Linked DNA regions of Zea mays: region 2 is linked to region 1. Evidence: chromatin contacts called from public Hi-C data. All regions are on one chromosome and are shown on one strand. Each heading gives the region's core, a stretch centred on a gene start, on an enhancer-like site or on the middle of the called end of the contact. The rest is flanking DNA. Distances are from core to core; before and after follow the strand shown. Region 1 holds the start of LOC100276786. Region 2 has its middle 7.0 kb from the start of LOC103647036.

Region 1 (4,786 bases), core at 1,152-3,651:
TGCGCCAAACGTCTGCTTATTTGTTGCATTCCATCGCGTGGTGTATTGTTTCTTTTATATTAAGTTTGTGGAATGTATGTTTGAATTCGTATATATAACGATCCGATGGCGGAGTCCAAAGGAGTTGCAGGTGAAGACCCTGAGCAGCAGCTGGTTGGTGAAGGCAAGTGCCCCTTGACCCATCTATGTCCTACACATTTTATAATTCACGCCCCACATTTACACAATTTATACCTAAGCATTGACTAGCTTTTCTTATCTTGTCCTTGTTCACCTATTTGGGTGGGATCATTTTGGTTTAGCTCTATGCTAGTGCTTTACCGTAATCAATGAACATGATGGGATTATTTACGATACGATTTTTTTCTCCTTTTGAATATGATGATGATATTGTAACATTTAAGGAGATTCGAGCGGTTTCTCAAGTGCCTCTCCGTAAGGACTGGTTCGTTGGATGACCATCCGGGAAAACAGTACAACCATGAGGGTGGTATGAGACGCCCTTAACTGAATAATTTGAGGAACTGAGGTGTAGTTTGCTTCGCCGATGTGCCATCAATGGGGCTCGGTGTTGCGGCTCGCTCTGCCGGGGGTGGTTTGTCCCTTGGGGAGGAGTGCGGTACATTTAGGAAACCTAACGGGCGGCTACAACCTCAGGGAATCTTTGTAAAGGCTATGTAGTGAAACCTTGCCTATTCACCTTGGTAGTGTTTAAGGGTTTGATCGGCCTGAGGCAAAAAGGAATCACAGCTCATGGGTAAAGTGTGCAACCTCTGCAGAGTGTTATGAAACTGATATATCAGCCGTGCTCGCGGTTATGAGCGGACTTGGGAGCTCCACTGATTAGATGCACATTGATCAGAGATACTTTGTTTATAGGTGATAATGAGGATGATGATGGTTTTGGTTATGATTTTGGTTATGGTTCCTGGTGTTCTTTCCGTTTGTAAATGGTACTTTTGGGTTAACAACTTGGGTAAATATTAAAACTTTGCTCTCTACTATTAATAATTACCTGACCAACTAAAAGCAAGTGCTTGACCTTAACCCTACATAAAGCTAGTCCACTACAGCCAAACAGGACAATTGTTGAGTATGTTGATGTGTACTCACCCTTTACACACCAAACCCCCAGGTTGTCCACATTTCAACCACTGCTCAGGAGAAGATGAAGTCGTGGTGGAGGATTTACAGGAGTTCCAAGAGTACGATGAGTTCTAGTCGGCAAACCCCTAGTCGGCTGCCTGTGAAGGCCGTGTTTAGCTACATTTCATTTTTTGCACTTTGATAATTGTTAATGACTATGTGGATGTCTCGGATATCATGATGTAATCAGACTATTACCCTCTTTTATGTTATTATTTGAGCACTGCGTGATGAGGTCCGGTTATGTAACTGTTGTGTACGTGAATTGCTGATCCTGACACGTACATGGTTCGCATTCGGTTTGCCTTCTAAAACCGGGTGTGACATCGGGGCATGGCGGCTCGACCGGGGTCGGCGTGGGCGCGGCTGGAGGAAGGGGAAGAGGCCGGGTGGGCCCCGCCCGTAAGAGAGAGAGGGGAGGGGGGGTTGGGCTGCCTTGTGGGCTGGTTCGGTCGGTTAGATTATGATTTCGTTTTTTTATATGTCCAATAAGAATATAGATAAATATATTTTTAAATATGTCCAAAAATCATAATAATTACACAAAAAATATTTATAATTAAAATATTTATTTTTGACCAAAGTTTCTATATTAATTAATTGAGTTTTCATAAAAGAAATTTTATGAATCAAATCATCAATCAATCATCATGAGCAAACAAAAATCATTCTCTAAAGATAAATTAAATCAAATACTTGATTTAAATTTTTACTTTACTTTCTATTAAGTTTTAAATGACTATTAATGTATTATTTTAATCGATGAATTTGATGTGTGTTATACGGTTGTTGGGTGCGGTCCAGAGGTGACTGGAGGTAACTATTAGAAGGCTTGAGCTCCCAATATCCCCTATATATACACACACGACTTGTACGATCCAAATGTTTTTTCACAATGAGTTAAGAACTTTAAAAATAAATAAAAATAGAGTAATATTCTAATATAATTTGATTTTTAATTTTTAAGTAAAATATAGAGCTCATTACCCCGTAATCACCGCTCTATATCAGCTACGCTATGCAACTCCACGTTGTAAGTTCCTGCGTCTAATATAAAGTACTTTTTCCGAAAAAAAAAAACTAAAAAACAAAAAGAGTCGGGCCAGGGCGCCACACGCCCACAGGTTTTGCCTACCGCCGTTTCTGACACGTAGGACCATGTTTTTCGCCCCGCATGTCAGAGAGAGCGGTCGGGCGGTACCCCGGATACACGCGGCGCGGCGCGTCGCTTTCAGTTCGTGCTCCAGCCTTTTCGTATAGTTTAATGGTTTTCTAGTCGTCCGTCCTCCTCGGTTCTGGCTGCCAACCCCAAGAACTGCCTTGCCTAGTGCCTACTGCCTAGGGAAGGACCGAAGGAGAGGTGCGCGGCTGGTGGCGTGCGAGTGGCAGCGGCGCCGCGGGACTCTTCTCCTCGCCGCTCGCCTGCTGGGTGCGCCATCCCTCGACGGTGAGCTTGTCTAGCCGCTTCCTTTTTGGGACATGGTGTGTTATACTATTGTGTCTAGCTGCCGTTGCGGTTAGGCCAATGTGCTGTTCCTGGTGTGGGGGGAGACCATGGATGGAATAGGCCTTGGTGGAATAGTGGGCGATTCTTGCTCCGTTGGTAGGCTGTTTGATTCTAGGACTCCTGCCATCGGCGCAGATTCGTTCTTGTTCATCATAGGGGTCGCGGTAATCGATAGATGGTGGAGTTCGTTCTTCACCTTTGATTGAAGCTCCGCCGAGTCTCAATTATATAGGGCTTAGTATGGCATCAGTATGGGATCTATTGGGCGCTAGGCGAAGAAATGATTTCCTGGTCGTATTGGCTCTGCAATTTTGCCTTGTTCATTAGAATGGACATATCCTATTATCCCAATGTGAATATGATGCTTGCTGCATCGGTGTTATCCTAAAATCATTATTAGATACAGATAGCTCTTTCAGAAGGAATCCTTGTCTTGGATGAGGTGAAGAAGAGCTCCCTATTCCTTTGTATGTTCACTATCTGGTTACCCATTTAGGCGGCCAGTTTGTTGTCAACAAACCCATTGCTGAAGCACGAAAATACTGCCACTAGCTATAGCTATCACCGCACTAATTTTATGGAATTTTTTAGATACTGAAGTCACTCACCTACTCCCTTGGTCCCACAAAGAATACGATTGTAGGACCTGACATGGATACCAATTATGGATGTGAAATTGCAATAATACATTTGGAAAATCTCAATCCCATTCCAGACTCTTCGTCCTCAGAAGGTTCCCGACTGCGTCCCATAGCTACCTCATCATCCTTGCCCTGAGTACCACCGCTCGCTCGCTTGGATCCGATTCCAAGCTTCCTCGTCTTCAGGTGGTTTCTGGCTGCTTTGTGGCCCTTCCCATGCCGTGGTATCCCCACACGCGCCACCACCTTCTAGCATCCACACGCCTCTCCATCACGGCATCGAACTCCCTGCTCCTCCACGTTAGTGCAAGGAGAGGTGAATGATGGCTGCTGGAACAAGCACTCCACGTGACCACACACCACCACTCCTCTCCGAATGCTTGGATGGCATCCGCAGTAGGGGCTTGAGGGAGGTCGACGATGCTGCCAAGGGCCGTGGCCATGACTGGGGCAGGGAGCTTGGCATGGGCGGGCTCACAGCGCGTGAGGATAGAGTTTCTTCCCTGCGTCTTGGAGCAGGAAGTTCTCACCGGAATCTCAGGAAGATGTGGGAGAGCAGGTGCATCGTGTACACTGCACAGTTGGAGAATGGGGTGGTGAACGAGTGGACGAGATGCTTATGGTTCTGGGCGTCCGTTGAGGAGGTGTGCGGCTGATTTTTTAGCGGATCCACAAGCTGGTGATGACAGAATGCCTACGGTTGCACTTAATTTGGGACAAAATTTGAACCATACAATTGCTGGTTTTTTTTTGGGTCGGAGGGACTACTCTAGGGCTCAGTGTTATATCAAAATGGCATCTTTGAAGGCTAGGTGAACAAATGGTTCTCTTATATAAGTCAATAGTCAATACAGCTGATTTGGTGTGGATTCATGTTTGCCCTGTGTATATTAGTACATAAGTGTCCTGTTACCCCAATCAAGGCCTCTGTTTCAAAGGCGTAGTGTAGGTGTCCGGGCAGATCCAGCTCTCCTTGAGGGGGTCTTGTTACGCCTTGCGCTTAGGCGATAAGTGTACCCAGCTTGCCCTGGGGGGGGGTCGCCTTGTCGCCTATGAAGATCCTGGCTGAATTTGTTCTTTCTAAAATCTGATGCTTGATGCCTCGGGTGAGGAGCAGAACAGTACTCATACATATTTTTGTTTAGACAATTTCCCACTTTAGCATTGGGTTCCAGTTTGCTGCCAGTAAACCTGCTGCTGAAGTATGACAAGACTTCGCTAGCTGATCAGTACACTGCCAAGTCCAGCTACCATCGGTTCTTCACCCATACTATTTCCTTTCAGCCTTGCAGGCGTATTTGGAAGATCTGGGCGCCGTTGGAGACTTGGAGTGCAAGTTCTTTCTCTGGATGGCGGCACACGAGCGGTGCTGGACGTCAGGCCGCGTGGCTCACCATGGACTGCCTGTCTGCCCCCACCCTCCACGCTGCCCTTTATGTGACCAGGAGACGGGCGGGCCCCATTCAATTCAAGGGTATTAAAATGAATACCC
Region 2 (4,786 bases), core at 678-3,177, 130 kb before region 1:
TGAGATGTGTCATCTCACTCTTGCATTACTCAATGCAGGTACTTGATACATGTTGGGAATGAGGGGAGTAGCAGCACGTCCACTTTCACTCTCACAATAACGCTGGCCAGGCGCAGCCATGATTTAATTAGAAACTTATTGTCAAAGGAAGTTTGTTTTTTTATATAGTCGTGCGCACTGGTTAATTCAGTTCAGGTCGTATGTTTATCTTCCCTTGCTAGCCGATTAATAATACTTAGTATGTTTTTGTCATGATATATGTTTATACACTGTTGCCCCCTAATTTATGCAATCTTGCAAAGGGGATGCTACTGAAATTTAATATATGGACATCGAAAGTGTAGTTCAGTAGCATTCTGGGTTGTTTGTGGAACCCGGGGTGTTACAAGAGTAGCGTGTACCCTCCGTGGCAAGAGGCTGGACGGTGGAGTATATGTGCTCTCGGTTGGCGTGAACCGATTCTGGTCTTAAGAAACCCGATGGCGAGTTGACATATGCAAGTGTTAAGTGCTACATATGTTGTGTGGTTGGAGATCCCCAGCTGGGTATTAGTCGATTCGGATCGCCGTTACTTCTCGGACATGAAGACTTGGTCACTGCCTGTAATACCCAAATTATGAAGCTTATAAAGAGTTGATCTTTTTATGTGATTTGCCATCTACCTTTGAAACATGTGACTAATCATGTTTAAAAATGAGTAAATCTGCACTAAAACACAAATAAACCATTGCATCATATTGGAGTTTGTTTGTGCATTTAATACAATAATAATATGAATAGAAATATAATAATAATGAGGTGAAGATTTGAAGAAAAGGGGAGAAAAGAAAAAGAGAGTATAAAATATAAAGAAAATTCATATAATTCCAAAATTAGTACTTTTAAGGTCTTAATATAATTTGAGGATAAAATTGGTACAAGGTTTGAATTTAGATTTGAATTCAAATTGAATTTGGGAATAGAGAAAAGAAATTAGAAAACATAAAAGAAAACGAAAAGAAAACTGCACTGGGCCAACACCACCAATTCTGGCCCACCTAACCCCTCCACTGCTTCGCGGGCCCATCAGCCAAACGGACGCGCCGACACGGAGGCCCGGCCTGTCAGTCTTCCCACACGCGCACGTTGGTGGACTGCTCGGACACTGCCAACACGACCCCACCTTGTCAGCCTCTTTCCAGTCTACCAATCGCGCGCGCTCGTCTGTGACACTCACACGTGGGACCATCTTGTCAGCGGGACTTACATCACGCACAAACGTCGCTGTGGACTGGGCCCCACTCGCCAGACTAACGGTCGCACGCCCGCCGACTCCCTTTGTGTTTCGCTGTCAGCTAGGACCCACGACCCTGTTCCTCTTCCTCGCCGGGCTTCACGGGCGAGTCGTTGAGCTCGCGACATCCCCGCTCACCACGACTGCGTCCCATCTGGGCTTCAAAAGCGGACCGAAGACCGTCCTTGCCTCTCCCCTTCGACTCCTCTCCTTGCCCCTCTTCTTTCCGTCGCCACCAGTGAAAGGGTCGCGAGAGTTCGCCGCCGTGGATCCTTGCCCTCGCCGTCGCTCGAGGCCTCAGAAGGGGTCGGGGCCATCGCAAGGGTGCCCCGTGCACGCGGGTGGGTGCTATCGGCATCTGGAAGGGCGTACTACCGGGGAATCGCTCGTCGGAATTCAATGGCCGTGCCGAGTCTCTGTTCACTGTGGACCGGACTCCTGTGCGCGCCATCCTCGGTGATTTGTGGCTTCCCCGTTTTGGTCGGTTCAGTGTTACATGTTGCAACCGGTAGATTGGAGATTACTGCGATAGAGCGGGTGATCGCGGTTGTTGACAAATGGCGCCGCCGTGGCCTGCGTCTTCTCCAGTGACCCTTTGAGCCGTTGAGGGGAATAGGGATGGGAGCCTATGTCAGCCGTCGGATCCGTGAGCGAGGGTGGAGATTAGAATGAGCACGTACCCCTTCGCGGAGTTTATCTCGGCGGTCGGTTCACGGTCGGACGACTAGGTGGAATTGGGATGCGATGAACCTGTGACAGTAGATCTTGGATCCTGTGGCCAGGAACGCGTACCGCTTCGCTGGCAGTTCGATCTAATCCGCACCATCCGCGCAAGACCCAACGACCAGATTTAGACGATACCCTTTCGCCCTGGCATATTTTCGTAAGAGATCCTGGGGATTTCAGGAATAAACCCGCAGTCCATCCCAGGCGCTCCCTGAGTCTGGGAAAAATTTCTGGTTCTGCCCCGGTGGTTCTCTGTATTTAGTGCTCGGCCCACAGAACAAAGAAATTAGATAAATACTTATAGAAATTGATTTTTAGTACACAAATAAATTAATAAACTTGTGAAATTCATATTTAATCCATCCTAGCTCCAAATTAATTCATTCTAGCGACATTTGTTTGGTAATAATATTGTCTATCAACTAGTAGCTCTGTTTAATCATGAAACTTGAAGTAAATTATTCCCATGAATTATGCTATTCTAGGTACTCAATAACTTCGGAAATTCATAACTTAATAACCGTAGATCCAAATTTAGTGATTCTTGTTCATATGATCTCGTTACACAACGTAGAATATTATCATGCATTATGTTCTATTGTTTGGTGTGATGTTAATTTTTGCTATACTATGTATGTTTGTATTGATGCGAGTAGACGAGCAAGCCGCAGAGGATACAGGGGTTTAGCTGGTGGAGACTGCTGAGCAGGAGCTCGTTGAAGGTAAGTTGTGCCCTTGATCACTTCCTTTTACCCAATCATGTTCTTATTAATCTTAATGATCTGCATAGGTTAATTTTGATGGGATCCAGTAGGTTACCCCAGTTTTGGCTATCTTTATACCTTGTTTTACCACTGAATATTTTTGGGTAGTATATGCTATTGCTTTATGTGGTTTTGGGTATAGAGATATACATCACTCATGATTACACTTTTTATTATCAGTTTATTATTATTGTTCATGATAAGATCATTATGTTAATGGGAACATGGAGAACCACCCGGGAAAACAGTGCTACCACAAGGGTGGTATGGGACGTCCTTGGCCGATTAACTAGGAAAGCTAGTGGATGACTACCTTACTCGATAGGGACAAGGGCAGTAGGGCAGTGGTCAGTGTAGGGAGGTCCTTGGGTTGATTTTGCTGCAATGGTGGTCAGGCGAGGGATCCCTGCACTGGAGCTTCCTAGAAACTGTAACAGGTTTTCTAAAGCTAGTGGAACTTTGTAAAGGCCTCGTAGTGGTACCCTGCCTCGCTTCCTTGGTAGAGGTGTATGGGGTCCAATCAACCCCGTGGTAAATGGGTAACACGACTTGTGGGTAAAGATGTGCAACCTCTATAGAGTGTAAAACCGGTGTGCTAGCCATGTGTCACACCCGGGCTTTAAGGGACAAAGCCAAGTGCATGTCATACATGCGCCAAGAAGACAACATATATAATAATAGAGTGTATAGAGGTAAATGTCACAATAATCAGAGTACTTATTACATAGCAGAAGTCTTATTACAAAATAAAAGATAAATATAAAATGAACTAAGGATTGTCCTTGGCGCAGAAGTCAACTGGGGAAACGCCACCTAGATCAGATCAAACCCTCGCCTTGTGGCTCCTCCTGGACCACCTGTTCTTCTCCTGTGGGGGGTGTGAGACAGCAAGGGTGAGCTCACACATGATCATAGCTCAACAAGTTGTGGGGAACCAGTGGGCATGAACTCACCAAAGGTGGGAGTTCATGTGATGTGTAAGGCTAATTAATGACAGGGGGTTAAAGCTGAGCATTGCTTTTAAGTAGTTGGTCAAAATTTTATTAGCAGTTACTAAATGTAAATAAATACCAAACCTTAAGTAAAGTAATAGAACAAAATTAATACATAATCCCATGCAATGCAAATGACAAATTAAATTTAAGTTCCATAAATTAATCATCGGAGAGTCCTGAGCTGCTCATGACCGTGAGCTCGGCTAGTATACCAGTTTGACACTCTGCAGAGGTTGTACCGTGTACCCACAAGTCGTGTATCCCATGTCGCCAGGGTTAGCTAGACCCTTAGACACTACCGAGGTGAATGGGTAGGGATCCACTACGAGTCCTTTACAAAGTTCCACTAGCTTCCGAAAACCCGCTACAGTTTATGGGAAGAGCACTTGCAAGAATCCCCCGTCTGACTGCCATCGCAGCAAAATCAACCTGAGAACCTCCTTGCATGCAATTCCCTACTGCCCTTGCCCCTTTCGGGTAAGGTAGTCTTCCACTAGCTTTCCTAGTTAGTTGGCCAAGTGCGTCCCATTAAACCCTTGTGGTGGCACGTGTTTCTCAAGTTAATCTCCATGTTCCAATTAACATTAATGATCTTGACATGAACATAAATAGAATAACAAAATAACTGGAACATGGATATAATAGAATATTATCCCAAAACCATGTAAAGCAATAGCAAAAACTACCCATGTGATTCAGGGATAACAAGGTAAAGAGATAAACAATTTAGGGTGACCTATTGGGTCCCATCAAAATTAAACCTATGCATGGTAAATGATTATAAAGAACATTATTGGGTAACAAAAGTGGTCAAGGGCACAACTTGCCTGGCACTTGCGATTCTAGGTATCACTTGCTCTTCAAGTGACTCGTAACCTCGCTGCTAGTCGTAGCAATACAAACAAACATGGTATAGACAAAATTAACATCACACCAAACATAAGTACAAACTGAATAATAATAATCTACTCGTTGCTACGAGATCGCGGAATCGAGAACTACTGAGATCGGAGTTACGATTAAGGAGT

The links. Hi-C and Micro-C count contacts between places; a contact is called where the count stands out from the background.
Region 2: a Hi-C map of endosperm shows a contact between it and region 1, with 6 times the contacts expected there. The contact joins the enhancer-like site here to the promoter of LOC100276786 in region 1. A contact is called at or near these places in 4 of 25 Hi-C or Micro-C datasets (bundle sheath, endosperm, leaf and 1 more).

Annotation. Positions count from the first base shown.
Region 1 is chr2:143,881,034-143,885,819 of Zm-B73-REFERENCE-NAM-5.0, reverse strand. It overlaps LOC100276786, which reads left to right and starts at 2,401. Exons shown (of 3, transcript NM_001150497.2): 1 at 2,401-2,593. LOC111590831 reads right to left here. Exons shown (of 2, transcript XM_023301651.2): 1 at 4,566-4,786; 2 at 2,471-2,598. The coding sequence ends at 2,471.
Region 2 is chr2:144,013,147-144,017,932 of Zm-B73-REFERENCE-NAM-5.0, reverse strand. No RefSeq gene overlaps it. Among protein-coding and RNA genes, the nearest start is that of LOC103647036, 7.0 kb to the left of the region's middle. Within about 2 kb of position 1,927, at least 19 of the 20 cell types and tissues checked have an H3K27ac peak or open chromatin away from gene starts, as enhancers often do. A contact at or near this core is called in bundle sheath, endosperm, leaf and 1 more, where this site is marked.